Linked DNA regions of Mus musculus: regions 1, 2, 4 and 5 are each linked to region 3. Evidence: chromatin contacts called from public Hi-C, HiChIP or PLAC-seq and promoter capture Hi-C data. All regions are on one chromosome and are shown on one strand. The core of a region is the stretch at or near the end of the contact, and the rest is flanking DNA. Distances in the headings are between cores, read along the strand shown. Region 1 holds the start of H19 (H19, imprinted maternally expressed transcript). Region 2 holds the start of Muc2 (mucin 2). Region 3 holds the start of Dusp8 (dual specificity phosphatase 8). Region 4 holds the start of Muc5b (mucin 5, subtype B, tracheobronchial). Region 5 holds the start of Mrpl23 (mitochondrial ribosomal protein L23).

The links. Promoter capture Hi-C pulls out the DNA fragments that hold promoters and counts their contacts. A called contact is a pair of places that touch in the nucleus more often than the background predicts. HiChIP or PLAC-seq counts read pairs in DNA pulled down with a chosen protein or histone mark.
Region 1: a promoter capture Hi-C map of second pharyngeal arch cranial neural crest shows a contact between it and region 3, with 4 times the contacts expected there. The contact joins the promoter of H19 here to the promoter of Dusp8 in region 3. A contact is called at or near these places in 4 of 39 promoter capture datasets (embryonic stem cells, hippocampal neurons, neutrophils and 1 more).
Region 2: a contact with region 3 is called in a promoter capture Hi-C map of the HPC-7 cell line. The contact joins the promoter of Muc2 here to the promoter of Dusp8 in region 3. A contact is called at or near these places in 12 of 39 promoter capture datasets (the 3T3-L1 cell line, 3T3-L1-derived adipocytes, the HPC-7 cell line and 6 more), 2 of 115 datasets of contacts at active chromatin or transcription factors (embryonic hindbrain and pancreatic cancer cells) and 2 of 9 other capture datasets (adipose tissue and embryonic stem cells).
Region 4: a Hi-C map of myeloid progenitors shows a contact between it and region 3, with 5 times the contacts expected there. The contact joins the promoter of Muc5b here to the promoter of Dusp8 in region 3. A contact is called at or near these places in 2 of 39 promoter capture datasets (the 3T3-L1 cell line and the HPC-7 cell line) and 1 of 484 Hi-C or Micro-C datasets (myeloid progenitors).
Region 5: a FOXA1 HiChIP or PLAC-seq map of pancreatic cancer cells shows a contact between it and region 3. The contact joins the promoter of Mrpl23 here to the promoter of Dusp8 in region 3. A contact is called at or near these places in 2 of 39 promoter capture datasets (hematopoietic stem and progenitor cells and liver) and 1 of 115 datasets of contacts at active chromatin or transcription factors (pancreatic cancer cells).

Annotation. Positions count from the first base shown.
Region 1 is chr7:142,576,826-142,579,593 of GRCm38.p6, forward strand. It overlaps H19 (H19, imprinted maternally expressed transcript), which reads right to left and starts at 1,321. Exons shown (of 5, transcript NR_130974.1): 1 at 4-1,321. It overlaps Mir675 (microRNA 675), which reads right to left and starts at 322; the gene lies at 239-322.
Region 2 is chr7:141,688,783-141,691,652 of GRCm38.p6, forward strand. Muc2 (mucin 2) reads left to right here and starts at 1,558. Exons shown (of 48, transcript NM_023566.4): 1 at 1,558-1,662; 2 at 2,361-2,622. The coding sequence starts at 1,587.
Region 3 is chr7:142,093,892-142,096,591 of GRCm38.p6, forward strand. Dusp8 (dual specificity phosphatase 8) reads right to left here and starts at 1,393. Exons shown (of 7, transcript NM_008748.3): 1 at 1,032-1,393. Gm32786 (a long non-coding RNA gene) reads left to right here and starts at 275. Exons shown (of 7, transcript XR_870057.3): 1 at 275-448; 2 at 1,786-2,187.
Region 4 is chr7:141,837,669-141,840,420 of GRCm38.p6, forward strand. Muc5b (mucin 5, subtype B, tracheobronchial) reads left to right here and starts at 1,404. Exons shown (of 49, transcript NM_028801.2): 1 at 1,404-1,518. The coding sequence starts at 1,449.
Region 5 is chr7:142,531,593-142,534,410 of GRCm38.p6, forward strand. It overlaps Mrpl23 (mitochondrial ribosomal protein L23), which reads left to right and starts at 1,440. Exons shown (of 5, transcript NM_011288.2): 1 at 1,440-1,602. The coding sequence starts at 1,586.

The sequences.
Region 1 (2,768 bases), core at 71-2,570, 480 kb after region 3:
TACCCTAGTCTCCAGTCCGAGCTCTTCGAGACACCGATCACTGCTCCGTCGCCGCCCGCAAGGCCCTCCTTGGCCACGGACTCTGGAGGCCAGTGCCTCCCTGGCTCACCACCCCAGCTACTCGCTCTACCTGCACCCAACCTCCCTCCCTAGAAACTCATTCATTCTGCCCCGCCTGCCTCGCCTCGTCTGGCTTCATCCTGTGCCCTTGACTCCCCTGGAAATGTTCTGTCTGTCATGCCAGACCCAGGGACTGAGCGGTTAGGGCATACAGTGTACCAAGTCCACTGTGGGCCCTTTCCGCACCAGTCCCTGGGCCGCAGTGCCTCATGGGAATGGTGTGTCTGCAGGCTGGACCCACTGCAGCCTCCTTGCTGTAAAATCCCTCTGGAGTCCGATACCTGCAGCCCCCACTCCCCTTCTGGTGACACCCTGCACTGCCCTTCTTTTCCATTCTCCAGTTATTGAGGCTCTGGCAAACTTGGGACTTTGCCAGAGCCACTCTTGAACCTTCTTCTAAGTGAATTACGGTGGGTGGGATGTTGTGGCGGCTGGGGACCCATCTGTGTCTTGTGACCCCATCTTGCCCTGTTTGACCCCAGCCTAGAATGCTTCTGTTCTTGCTGGATCCCATGGTCTCTGCCACTGTCTCCAAGGACTCCTATCACCTCCCTGGAGGCAGCGGCCTCAGTCTTTACTGGCAACCCTGCACCTCTTCTTTCTTCTCTCTAAGAGCTCTTTCCACCTGGGGTCGCCAATGGTCCCCCAGCCTCCTTCTGTCTCGGCTCCCCCCGAGACGATGTCTCCTTTGCTAACTATCCTGCCTTTCTATGTGCCATTCTGCTGCGAGGCCAGCCGCTTCTTCTCACCAGGCCCCCTCTCTAAACCTTCGTTTAGAAGGTCAGTGGAGCGAGGCCAAGAGAGAAGAAGGAGACTCACCTGCCCAGCAGACGGCGGTCCTCACCTGCCCACTGCTGCCAGCTATACCTTCACTGCCCAGGTCTGGGGTCGAACCCTTCCCAGCAGCTCCCCTTTATCCGACCAGCCGCCACGTCCTGTAACCAAAAGTAACCGGGATGAATGTCTGGCTCCCCATTCCTCTCCAACCCTAGCTCAGGCCCTTCAGCTTCACTCCGATGTTTTCCAGCCTTTGCGATGCCTTTGCTCTGCCTGAGCTAGCCCCTCAGTCCTTCAACATTCCTGCCAGACTCCAGATGCCGAGGTGCTCCTCGGACCCCACGACTCTCCTCCAGCTCTCCCATCTTCCCCAGTTTCCCCGATACCCCCCACCCCCACCCCCCACCCCCCTCCCACACCCGGTGCTTCGGGCCCTCTAGCCCGGGCTTTTTCTAACTGGAGTGGCTCCGCCCAGAATTCCCGCCCCTACTCTGTCAACCAATCAGTACATGGCCCCGCCGGGGCCCCCGCAGGGCCCACCTCCACCCTGTATCGTTCCAGCGCACGTTCGCCTCACCCCACACCCGCACCCGTCCTGAAATTCTCCAAAGACAGCCTCACCACAACTCCCACTTTGGAATCCCTTAGACAGGGCCTGGCATTGTCCCCAGATATCTCCCTTGATGTCGAGAACATATAGCCCCGTAGCCTGCTGAAGCCCTTCATAGAACGGTGGTGCCCCAGGCACCCTGCCACACTGAAGCTGCCCTTTACTCAGTTTGTATAATGACCACAATGGGAATTTGAGGGCATGGGTCTCATACTATCCCACGGAGTATGAACAGCCTACGAGTGGCTAACCCCCAGCCTTTGTCCTAGTCTGCTTGACTGACCTTATCTGGCCGCAGTGGTTTCAACAAGGTAGTAGCTAATTTGGGCACTCCTCACCGTCCCTTTTCTGGGTGAGTCGTCACGTTTGTCAGGACTCTCTTGCGATGAGTTTTATTAGTTATCTTACAGTCTGGTCTTGGTCACCCCAGTCAACCGGAGGCACAGTATGGTCTCCCTATCCTACTGAAGTACTACTATCAGTGATAGAATGGGGACAGGAGAGATGCCCTGTCCCTCCAGCCACGTGCGTGCGTATACCATTGCTCTTAGCTTCTGTTGAAAGTTATGCAGCTGAAATCCACAGAGTCAGCATCCACAAATCAGGGCACCAGAGAGTAGAGCAGCTCTAGATGGAAGTGACCGGAGCTCCAGATGGGAGGAGGACTCAAGGGCTGACCAGTCATGACCACTCAGCAGTGGTTCTCACCTATGTGAGGTGCAATAGCACCTTGGCAGATCCTCAGCCTAGTGGCTGCATGTCAGCTGAGTACTCATTTCTGGCTCCTAGTGATCCTTCATTTTTACTCTGTGAAAAGCCCTGGTCATTGCTGTGGGTGGACCCTAAGTTATGATACTGACGGACACCTCCAATTTGGTCATAAATAGACCCCAGCCTCTATTATCTTGGCGCTGTAATGTGTGTCTGTGCTGTCACCTTGTGGTGGTTGTGGCTATCTCTGCGCTCTTAAACAAATGATCCTTTTCAGAGATCGGTATATAAGATGGAAAAGAATGACCCCATCTTCTAATGAGCCTCAAGAACCCTGGCAGCATCAGCAGACTAAAGGCCGAGGGTTGGCCATCACATGTAAGCTATTCACTGGTGTGGTGGCAGTTGGTCTCTGTCTCCCATCACCCCCCACATCACCCTTGCTATACTCCCCTATACTTCCCACTATATCCTCCCCACTACACCCCTGCTATATCCCCCCTGTCATCCTCCCCACCATACCCCTTGCCATACCCCCCACCATACTTCC
Region 2 (2,870 bases), core at 308-2,807, 400 kb before region 3:
GGCTTCTGCCCATGCCCAGGCTCTTGATCATTTTTATCTCTGATGTCTTTGTAGTGCGTGGAACCTGTTCTGGCTCCAGCTAGGATGGGACTGAGGCCCCAGAGGACTAGATGGGTGGCGTCATAGGACAGTACCATCACTAGCACTACTGTCTCTCTAGCCCAGGATGTGGCTGTTGTTCAGAACTGGGGGAAGAGTTTAGGAAAGGAGATGCCACACACCCCCACCCCCCATTCAGGGAGCCTGTGACCATCGATGCATCTCTCCTCACTCACCTCTGGAAGTTGGGGACAAAATTGGAGCCTGAGGTACTTTGTGACCAAATTCACTGTGTGTACTCTAACCAAAGTCAGGACCATTCCTTGTTTTCAGGAAGAGGAAGTATGGAGGGCAGGGCTGCTCCCCAGGTCTCAGTTTACCCTCCAGCTACAGCATGGGTGGACCTTGGGCACTGGTGTCTCTTGTAGGATCATGTTTATGGTTTTTACCAACTCTGATGCAGCCCCCTGATTCTTGGAGGCATTTCCAGATGTTGGAGAGGCAGCAGCAGCTTCGGGGCAAGCCCAGGGACTGAAGGTCACCAGGGTTACTCAAAGAATCATGTCCTTCGTGTAACAGCTGTGGCTAGGAACACAGAACAGGCTGCCTGAGCCCACGTGCCTTTGTGAGAATTGTTAGACTCAGGACACTTTGCAGGGACAGGACCTGCTGGGGTTGGGGCTAACCCCTCTGCTCAGACCCCATGCTCACACAGTGGCCTCTCCAGACTCAAGCTACTTCCTCTTGTACCCAAGGGACACGAGTCCAATGAGAGTTGTTGCCTAGGCTGAGGGCTGCCCAAGTTTTAATTACATGTAATTCCAGAGACTGGCAGAGCCTGGGAAAATAAGGGGATTAGAGAGTGGACTTAGCTGGGCTCAGTAGAGTATAGCAGGCTCCACGGAGACAGGTGGCCCCCCGCGTCCCCACTGCTCCTTGCCTTCTGCATCATGACATGGGGTCAGACACCCGTCCCTCTGGAGTCTTGGTTTCCTGCCACTCTTTGTCTTCCCTGGATGACGTGAAGTGAGGTGCAGCAGGAAGCACGGTTGTCTCAGCCCACACAGCTCGTGGAGAAACAGAATGGAGTCGGGGGACACTTGAAAGCTCCTTATTCTATCTAGGCTGGGCTGGAGGTTGTGGGGCTGGGCCTGAGAGCATTGAGAAGGGTATGGCAGACCTTGTGGGATGTAATTCCAGCAGGCACCTCCTGCCTTTCCCAACCTGAGTCTGGCCTGGCTTGTAGCTTAAAGGAATGGAGTTAGTTCACCTGGGGTGTGTGCTGGCATTGGGATAATTGGGGCTATGACATCCTGAGGAAGGCCAAGTTTACCCAGGGAGTCATATAAAGATAAACTCAGATAACCTGAATCAATATTTCCTCTCTGGGACCCATGGAGCCCCCACAGCTGTTTTCCTGATAACTTGGCAAATGCCCCACCCACCCTTCGCACCTCCCTCGTCCTCCGCCCTCGGATGCCTGCTAAGCATATAAGTCCTGGACCCCTGCCCTGGGATGCTCTTCTGTGCCACCCTCGTGAGCCACCATGGGGCTGCCACTAGCTCGCCTGGTGGCTGCGTGCCTAGTCCTGGCCTTAGCCAAGGGCTCGGAACTCCAGAAAGGTAAGGGGCTGGGTGATCTGGGTAAGGGAACAGGCAGAATCCCCTGAGGGTGGGAAGGCAGTTAGGAAGGGGCTTCTGGAACAGGAGGGCGTCCCCAGACAGAACCACTGCAGTGGGACTGGTCTTAAGGCTCTTACCACCACTCTGCGGTTGAAAGCTGAGGATGAGAAGCTGGGACCCCTGAGGGACCATTGTCCCTGGGAGGGGGGAAGGCATTGGATGTCTGGAAGAAGCCAAGCTTAGGATGGCTCCAGGTATAGAGGACCTTCGGCAAGCCAGTGCCTCTGGAGAACGGACTGGGTGTCCATATGGGACACTTCTGTCCCATCAAGATAAAGTTGTAGATGGGGGATGTCCCAGGGGGAACTCTTGAAGACTGAAGGACCCATCCCAGCCTCTTGCTGGTGGAAGGGGCTAAATGGAGATTCCCTTGAGAGGTTTGAGGTAGACAGGGTGACCATATTGCCTGAAGGCCTTTCTTGCTTTTCTACCTGCTTGGACTCCACATTATCACCTTGACTGAGAGGGGTGACCAATATTTAACAGAGACTGCTTCTACAGGGGGAACCAGAAACTCTGGTTTGGAGCCCCAGATGGGTCTCTCATAGGGAGACCTCTGGGATTAACTTGGAGGGTGGACTCAGGGAAACCCTTCTTGTACCCGGGTGTCTCACCTTGTGTCCCCACTGTTCTCCCAGAAGCCAGATCCCGAAACCACGTCTGCAGCACCTGGGGTGACTTCCACTACAAAACTTTTGACGGCGATGTCTACCGATTCCCTGGCCTCTGTGATTACAACTTTGCGTCTGACTGCCGAGACTCCTACAAGGAATTTGCTGTGCACCTGAAGCGGGGCTTGGGCGAGGCTGGGGGTCACTCCCAGATAGAGTCTATCCTGATCACCATTAAGGATGACACCATCTACCTCACCCACAAGCTGGCAGTGGTGAACGGGGCCATGTGAGTGCGATTACTACTCTTCTCTCCTGTCCTAGCAGCTAGGGGGATGCTTTTGGCTCCTTAGAGCAAGTTGTATAATTTAGCTAGCCTCCGGGATACCATCTCTTCTGCTCTGGTACATGCCTAAGTTTGAGGTTTGAGCTATCCATAGATTCATTCAACAAACACTGGGTGGTTCCCTCTGTAGACCAGGGTCTTCTTATCTGGTGAGTCCCCTGTAGATTTTCCTTGGGGGGCATGTGGGATAG
Region 3 (2,700 bases), core at 143-2,642:
TGTATCAGGTGCCTGCTAACCAAATAGTGAATGCACGGGGACTCTGATCTCCCAGGGCAGAGCCTGGCACTGTAAGCTACCCTCACCCACCCAGCTACCCTAGGGGCAAGTAAATGTGAGGCTGGGTCTACAGGTCACTGGATTTCCATTCTGAATTCATTCATACTGTGAAAGAAGCCGTGCCCCTGACCCGAAGCACCTCCACCCCCACCCCATACTGCACAACAGAGCATTGCAGATGCCACACTGGTCCCCCACCCCCATCACTGCACCATCAAGGCCCCCAATCTATCTGCTGCAGGCGCAGCACACCCTGTCAACAAGGAGTCAGAGGCCAATTTATTCCAAGAGGTCTGATCTAGTGGAAGCTGAGCCTGTTCTTGCTCCTCCACCTGCAAGGTTTGGCACAAGGGTACCAGCAGCATCTGACTGGCCGCTCCCTCCCAAGGTAGGCAGAGAGGCCAGGGAGACAGGCTGCAGGAGGCAGCCGTGCCGGCCCCTCCCCCAGCATCGCGCCTACAGCCTCTGCGTCGGGTAAGGATGTTCTTTATCCGCAGAGGCGAGTGGAGCACCATGAAGTGGGGGTGACGGGACAGCCATGCGAGTCGAAGAGTGGGGGGGGGTCCTATAGCTTCCTCTCCAGATAAGGAGCCTACCGCAGGCCGGAGCCGACCCTCTGGCGTCGGAGGTTTCGCATCCCCCTGCCCGCTGCAGCCGCGGACGACCTTCTCCAAATCTGGCTGCCAGCGGGGGCGCTTCGCAGGGACTCTCACCGATCTGTGCTGGATCTCAGCCCTCCCCCGCGAATCCCTAGGTCTCTTATATATATCCCTCCAGATAAGAAGGAATATGCCGAGAAAGACAGCGCACTGCAGGCGCGGATCTGCAGCGCGCGCCGCTCGCGGGGCAGAGCCATTTATTCTCGGTGCTCCAAAGAGCTTCTTCCTTCAGGGCACACAACCGCAAAAACCTCCGCACGTCCTGGGCCCACACCCGGCTTAGGACTCGACCGCTGTCAGCGCCTGGCTCACCTGGCTCTCGCTTGCCCTGGGGTTGCCCCCAACGCCGGTGCCGCGCTCAGGGCGCCCGCTCCGTTCCGCCACCCATGGGCCCGTCGGGGGCCCGCGTAGCCGGGGCAAGGGCCGGAGAGGCGCGCGGGGCGCGTCGCCGCCGCCGCCGCCGTCGTCGCCGCCACCGCGGGGAGCGCTCGCTCGGGACGGAGCGCGCGTACTGCGGTCGGGCACGCGCGCTCACGGCGCGCATCCCAGCCCGCGACTTGGCGGGCGCGGCCGGCAGCTCCGGCCCGGCTCAGCGTCCGGCGTCCGGCGTCCGGGTGGGGCGGGGGTCCGCGGAGCCGGCTCGGCCACCGCGGGAGCCGCGAGTGACAGGCCCGGGGCGGAGGGCGGGGCTGCCGGTGGGGATGAGGTCATGCCGAGCGAAAAAGCCCCTGACGTCACCTGCAGCCAATCAGAGTGAGCCGCTCGGGGGCAGGTGACGTCAGCGGAGCGGGCGCTGGGTGCGGAGCCCTGGCGGCGGCCGTGGGTCTCTCTGCCACCGCCCTCCGTCCCCCGCGCCCCAAGCTTCTCGGGCATCGGTTCTTAAAGGGGCCACGCACGCCGCAGCTCCCCACCTCCAGGAAGCCTTCCCAGCTCAGGGCTCCTGGTATCCCCAAGAACCCTCTGCCTCGCGGCACTCTAACCAGCGTCTACTGTCCTAGTATGCAAGGGTCTCCCTCTCTCGGCCCGCCTGGACTGAACCTGTCACGGATTTCTCTCCTTCCCTTAGCCTTTGTTCGCGAGAGGACGCCCTCCCAGAGTGCGCCTCCCCTGCCCCAGTGCGGCCCAGGGAAAAGGGTCATGGAGAGCTGCGGCCGCAAAGGGCCTTACCTGCAGCATCCGCGTTTGTCCTCTCCACGACCCCTGGAGGTGGAAGTCCAGCTCTACACTTTGCAGAAGAAGCTCCTAGGCGATGTGGTTTGCCTCAGGTCACTCATCCCGGGAAATCAGGGGGCGGGGCTCCAGACCCACCGGTGTGCTCCCCAGGGCGGCGCTGCCCCCCTACCTATGACATCCAGTTCTTGACAGCTTCCAATGAAAAGCCGCTTGGAAACGACCTCTACTCCCACCCGGACATCTCCCCTGCCCGCTGGGGACTGTCGGCTCCATCCCACTGTGTGAACACAACCACGTGAGCACTCAAAAAACATGGGTAATTACAACTAGGGCAGAAATACACAGGGGTCAGGCAGGTCTCAGAGGAAGGGGAGTCTTGTGCCAAAGTGGTCCACCTGCAAACATAAGCCACGTTTCCCTTAGTTTTCCCTCCTCCTCGGGAACAGGTTGGCAGAAAATTCTTTATTGTATGCCAGGCTGGTCTCAGCCTTCTGAGTGATGAGATTACTAGCACCCACCATGATGCCAGACCTTCTCAGATACTTCAAAAACGTGGCCCTGACTAGGTGGACAGTGAGGTGACCAGATAATATGAGTCTCGTGGGGGGTGGGAGGGGGGTGGAGTGTCCTGAACTTTCCCTGGAAGTCCAGCCTCTCACTCGATGAAGGGCAGAGTTTAGGAGATGGCTGGTTGAAGGAAGGGTCACAGAGAGTGAAGCAGGCACAAAGGAAGGAGCACTCCTTTGCTAGTATAGATTGTGTGAAGAATACTGCAGACCACACTAGGTGCTGGGCAAGGCTCTGCAGG
Region 4 (2,752 bases), core at 154-2,653, 260 kb before region 3:
TGTTTTCTAAGAGTAGACTCGCTAGGCCACATAGAGTTCTATTTTTAACTTAAGGAAGTGTCAGGCTGTTCTCTAGCAGTGGTCCCACTTGGCTGCGCGTTGACTGAGCGGGGTTCCCGCCTCCCCATGTCCTCATGGGGTACCTCCTGTGCTCTGTTGTTTGATGGCCGCTGACCTCTTGGTTCTGAAACAGTTTACAGACTTTTCACATAGACTTTTCCCTTTCCTGTTCCATCTCTAGGAATTTAGTCTCAGAAAGATAAGGATGGGGGCAGACAGGGAGGGGTTTTCGTGATACCAAAGTCACCTGAACACTGTGCCACTCCCTGACATGGCCAACCCCTAGGAACTTTCAGGGGTGGTCAGATCTGGTGTCCATTCCTGGTGGCTATAACAGAAGGAATGTGACTGTATTCTGTATGTATCTAACAGGGAAGAGAAACTTAGACGTGTGCACCCTGCTCTTTGTGGCAGTGTAGAAACGGCGTTGGTGGATATGTTCATGGTTCAGGAAATGGCTCCCCAGAACCCTCAGGAAACCCAACCAACACAATTAAGAGAGCTGAGCCCCCGGGACTCCCATTTCAGGATGGACAGTGGGTCAGGAGACTCCCGGTTATGCCCTTGCCCCACTGTCCCGCAGTTTGGGGTTTACAAGTTCCAGAGCTGAGGCCTGAGGTAGGTCCAGGGCCCTTGAGACCCTTGGTCATTTCCTTTGTCAAGGCCCAGGGTTAATAAGCTGACCCTGGGAAGAGGTGGAGTCCAACTAGAGAAGCTCATGGCCTGCCTTGGCCAAAACCAGTACTGGGCCTCATTTTCTCCATGTGCGTGAGCTCTACAGCAGACAGGAGCCCAGAGACTCATCCTTTCTCAGATTCTGTGAGGGTTCCCCTTCTCCACAGACCCTCAGAAGCTACACAGAACAGGGACCCTGCCAGGCCCATGACCATCTGGAGCATAATTTCCTGAGCCCACCCTCACAGCCTTGTTGATACTTTGGGGACCCAGTGCCTAGCACCTGGGGTCAGCTTCCCCGGCAAACACAAGCCAAGGTTGTTGTCCCTTTGCCCCTGATCCTTGTAGTGTCTAGTCTCCTAGAGGAGCTGACACAGGGCCGCCTGGCCAAATACCCACCCCATAGGCCCAGGGCTTCGAATCCAGAGTAGTCATCTCCCTACCCTGTCCACTCCCTCCCAGTTCTCAGAAGCCACAAGGGGTGGGAGCACTCTGGTGGCACAGTGATGTAAATCCTTCCTTCTCCATGGCCTCTTCCTGCCATGGCCCCTCCCCAAGAGCAAACACACGTGGCTGTGCAGGGAGTAGACCGTGCCTTACATGGCCAGGGAACTGGGCTCTGGGCCAAAGCCTTTGGCTACATAAGTCCAGGCCCCCAGGGAGCAAGTGCCTTGTCTCAGTCCCTCCTGCCTGCCCTCTGTACTGCCCCCAGGATGGGCAGCAGAAACTGGAGCTGGGCTCTGGTCTGGGCCTCCGTGGCCTTGCTCATGGTGTGGCCAGCAGGTAAGGCCGAAGCCCCTTGCCTTCTCAAAACCATCTTCCCAGAGAGATGACTTCCACCTGGGGATTTCTTCTGCTGAGGTGACAGGCACCTCTCACTGTCCCCAACATCGTGGTCCCAGGTCTTGAAGTTCTCTGGGCTCTGGATCCTGTAGCCTACACTCTAGCTATGCCAGCAGTAAGGACCTGACTTTGATGGAAGAGGTTAGGTCCTCTAAGTCTCAGGGTATGAACCCCAGTGAAAACCCGAAGACAGTCTTGGCTTTGGAAATGAATAGGAATCTGAGGTGAATGTGCAGACCACAGAGGTGTTTCTTAGTCCGAGGGACCTGTCTCCGAATTAGCAGGGACAGAGACTATAGTTAGGACAGGCCCTTCCCTTCACTGCTGGGGTCACAGGTACCGAGGTGATTGTCAAGAGCCTGGGGCCTCCGTGAAGTGGATTCTACCTCCAGGTGTTAGGGCCGGAGCCAGAACAGACCGGTAAGATACCCAAAGCCGTAGTCTGAACTAATGGCTGAGTCAGGTGGGCTGTGTGACCTCGTCAGCTGAGCTGTTTTCCCTTGCCTGTTTGCTCTTGAGAAAACCCAGAGTACTAAGACTGTCAGCAAGCAGGGCTAGACTGAATCTCCAAGTGTCGCCACCTCCCCAGGCTCTGCTCTCTAGATTAGGAGTCTGAGCAGGAGGACCCTCAGCTCCAGGTTTCCTGCATCTGTGAAAGAAGAGAGACAGTGGATGTGTGTGTGTGAGGAGGGTATCTCCAAACCCATTCTTTTAGAGCCAGAGAAGCCATAGTTGTTCCTCTTGCTTCTAGGGTTGTCTGATGGCTGCTGACTGCTCCCCTGGGCCGTATCCCCCCATAACAGGGCTCTCCCTGTGTCAGGTCCTGTCCATCAGGGTGCTGAGCCTCCCTGCTGAACAGCCAGCTCTCCTTCCCCACTAACTTCACTTGTAAAGAGCAAATTAAGCCCTGGGTTGCAGAAATGTCCTTTTGGTGACAACTGTTGGGGGTGGGGGCTGGGGGTGGGGGTGAGGTCTTCTTGTATGAATGGGTAACACACACCAAGATAATGTGTGTGTGTGTGTGGGGGGGGGTGGCTGGCTGAGAACTCTCTGGCCAAGTGGAGACTGAGGGATCTCAGCCTGAGGAAGACTGGCATAGAGCAGGAGATGGGATGAGGGTATTCTTACCCACGGGGCCCTCCAGAAGATGGCAGAGGACAGGCTGGGCCAAGCA
Region 5 (2,818 bases), core at 190-2,689, 440 kb after region 3:
CTGATCTGGAGAGGAAGAGAGATGGGGCTCAGAACTCAGGCTAGGCTAATATCATCTGCTGCTGGGTCATAGCCACATTCATTTTGTAACACTACACAGGAGTGGATATGGGCAGGGATCTGTGCTCACAACTCACCTCTAATCCTTCATCCTAGGGGACCCCAGTGGTCATTTTGATCATTAAATGGGTGACCTAGATGCTTCTCCCAGAGCCACCATGATGGCCTCTTATAATGTGCCTGATATCTCCACCCATGTCTCCTTTCCTGAGCCCCCAAACACAACTATGTTGCCGTGGGGTACAGACAGAAACTTAACAAGGACCGAGGGAGCTGGAAAGCAGCAGAGAGAACCTATGGGGAGAGATGGGCCAGGAAGCAGGAGAGAGCAGCAAGACCACCAAGTCGGGACAAGAGCTATGGGCAGGGATCCCTTAGTTAGGACGAAGCTGGAGGGTCTCTGACCTGCAGGGCTGAGGACTTGTGAACAGCAAGGCCTTGGGAGGCTAGTGGCCTCTTGAAGGAGGTGTGGCCAGGGGCTCCTGGGACAGGGAGTATGCAGTGCTGCTGGGCTGCAAATGTGGCTGGGCAGCCAAGAAAGGGAGGGAAGGAGAAAGGAGGGGGTCCTGGGAGTCTTGCCTGGAAGGGAAAACAACCCAGTCTGGATTGGGAGAGGGGCCGTAGACTTCATACAAGAGATCCAGTCCACCCCACCCTTCCCCATCTCTGCTGCCCAAGGGATTGTTGGCGAGGCTGTGACTTAATTGTTGAGGGGGGCTAGGGTCCTATGTGGGATAGGGCATGGGTGTAGCCTCTGATGTGCTTATGTGGGAAAGGGGACAAAGAGCTGGCAGAGCCTAGAGAAAGACTAGGCTGTGGAACACAGGGTGGGGGCTATGTGGCCAGGCCTTGGTGAGCCTTATGGGGTGGTTTCGTCCAGTCCAGAAAAAGGGGAGTGGGGACAAAGGTACTGCTGGACCACCTACAGCAAGGGAACAGAGTAGATTCACAGAGCAGATTTGGGGGGGGGGGTACAAGGTGTATGACTGTGCTTGGTGGGGCCATGCAATGTTGGGGTGGGGAAACAGGATAGTAGTTGCCCTTTGTAGAATCCACCAGCCAGCAGTGCAGAGATGCGGGACTGCTCATGGCAAAGTGTGGTGCCCTTGTGGGTGGGAAAGCATGTACTGTAGGGTGCTTACAGGTTGAAGAACAGGGAGGTACACTATACACCGAGAGGTATGCAGGATTCTGTGTGGTGCTGGGATGGGGCAAATGGGTACAGAGTGTATGCCGGCTTTTTGCGGGGCCGGGTGAGGGGCGGGGCTGTTCACTGTTTTTATGGCTGAGAGGCGGGGTGCGCTGTGCCGGGGGCGGTGCGCAAGCAGCTTACGGTGCACGGGTGGGGGAGGGGCTTTTCGGGTGCGGGGTTGGGGGTGGGGTGGGGTTTGCGGGACACCGAAAGTGCGGGGCCCTGCGGTGCAGGGAGAGGGTAGCGCGGCCTCCGGAAGCGAGGGGGCGCTGTGCCAGCGCGGGCGCTGTGCGGGGCGGGTGTCGCTCCTTCCTGACCAGGAGGTGCGGCTGCCATGGCGCGGAATGTGTTGTGAGTAAAGTCGTGACCCGCGGAACGGGCTAAGCAGCCCAGGTCGGGTGGGTGCGGGGCCCGGGCCGGAAGCCGGAGGCGCCCGCACGCGGCGGGAAACCCGCCAGGGTCCACGCGGCAGGGCCACCTCGGCTTAGTGTCCTGGCTGTCAATCACAGCCAGCGGCTACAGCCTGCTTTGGCAGACAGCCAGGGCTGAGCCAGGATTGGCCGTTGCCTGCAGGACCCCTGGCCCAAGTCCCCCAAAGTTGCTACATTCACCGGTCTCCACGTGGCCAGCAGTGCTAGCCTCCCACAGTCTGAGCCGGAAACATGTGTTCAGTAAACACGTGACCCACTGGTTGGGTGGCCCTAGGTTGAGCATTAATGCGGTTTTGAGAGTTCTCGTGGAAGCAGAATTGGGGGGACCCTGCAATAAGAAGGGGTGAGGGCTGGTTCCCTGGTGGGCAACCTTGTGATTTCTTTCCGCAGACTGGCTGGGAGACCAGGGACCTCTGAACCAGGCCAGTGTGAGGCAGGGCCAGTCTAGTTCAGCTTTTGGGCTCACCCCCTGGCTTTGCAGGGAGCTGGTTGGACCCATGCGTGAATGAGTGACAGGTGGGTGGGGGCAGAGTGAGACCAGGGATGAGACCTGAGCTTTGAGGAGGACTAGGTTAACAGCCTACCAGTTGGGAACCAGGCTCCCAGCGAGAAGAGAGAGCCAAGAGTTCCATTTGAGATATGCTGTTTGGGGCTGCTCATAAAAAAAAAAATAATAATAGTAGAAAAGAAGTTAAGAGAGCCCTAAAAGGCCAGACCTCTAATTTGACCATTAGGTAGGCTCTTGAGTCATTGAGTTTGGCAAACATTTAGCGATGGGGCCTGCTTCTGAGGCTCCCACCATGCTACCTTGGGAGTCATCTGAAACTCTGGTACCTGCTTCTCAGCCCTGAAACTTCTCTGGTGCCCTCAGCTTGGTGCTTCCAGTGTGGTGCTCCCAAGACTTAGAGGTCTGGCCCACATGCCACACCTCGGTTATCAGTGTGACCCTAGGGTGGTCCTGTGTACCCACCCTCCACCTGGGGACCATGAACTATGAGTCTCTAGTAATCCCAGTCCTTGAGTTTCTCCTGTCCTTCTCCATGTCTGCTCAGGTGGGCATGGAGGCGAGCAGGACCACCAGGCAGAGATCCTGCTTTCTCTACAGGCCTGATAATGGTGGAAACTGGCTATCCCAC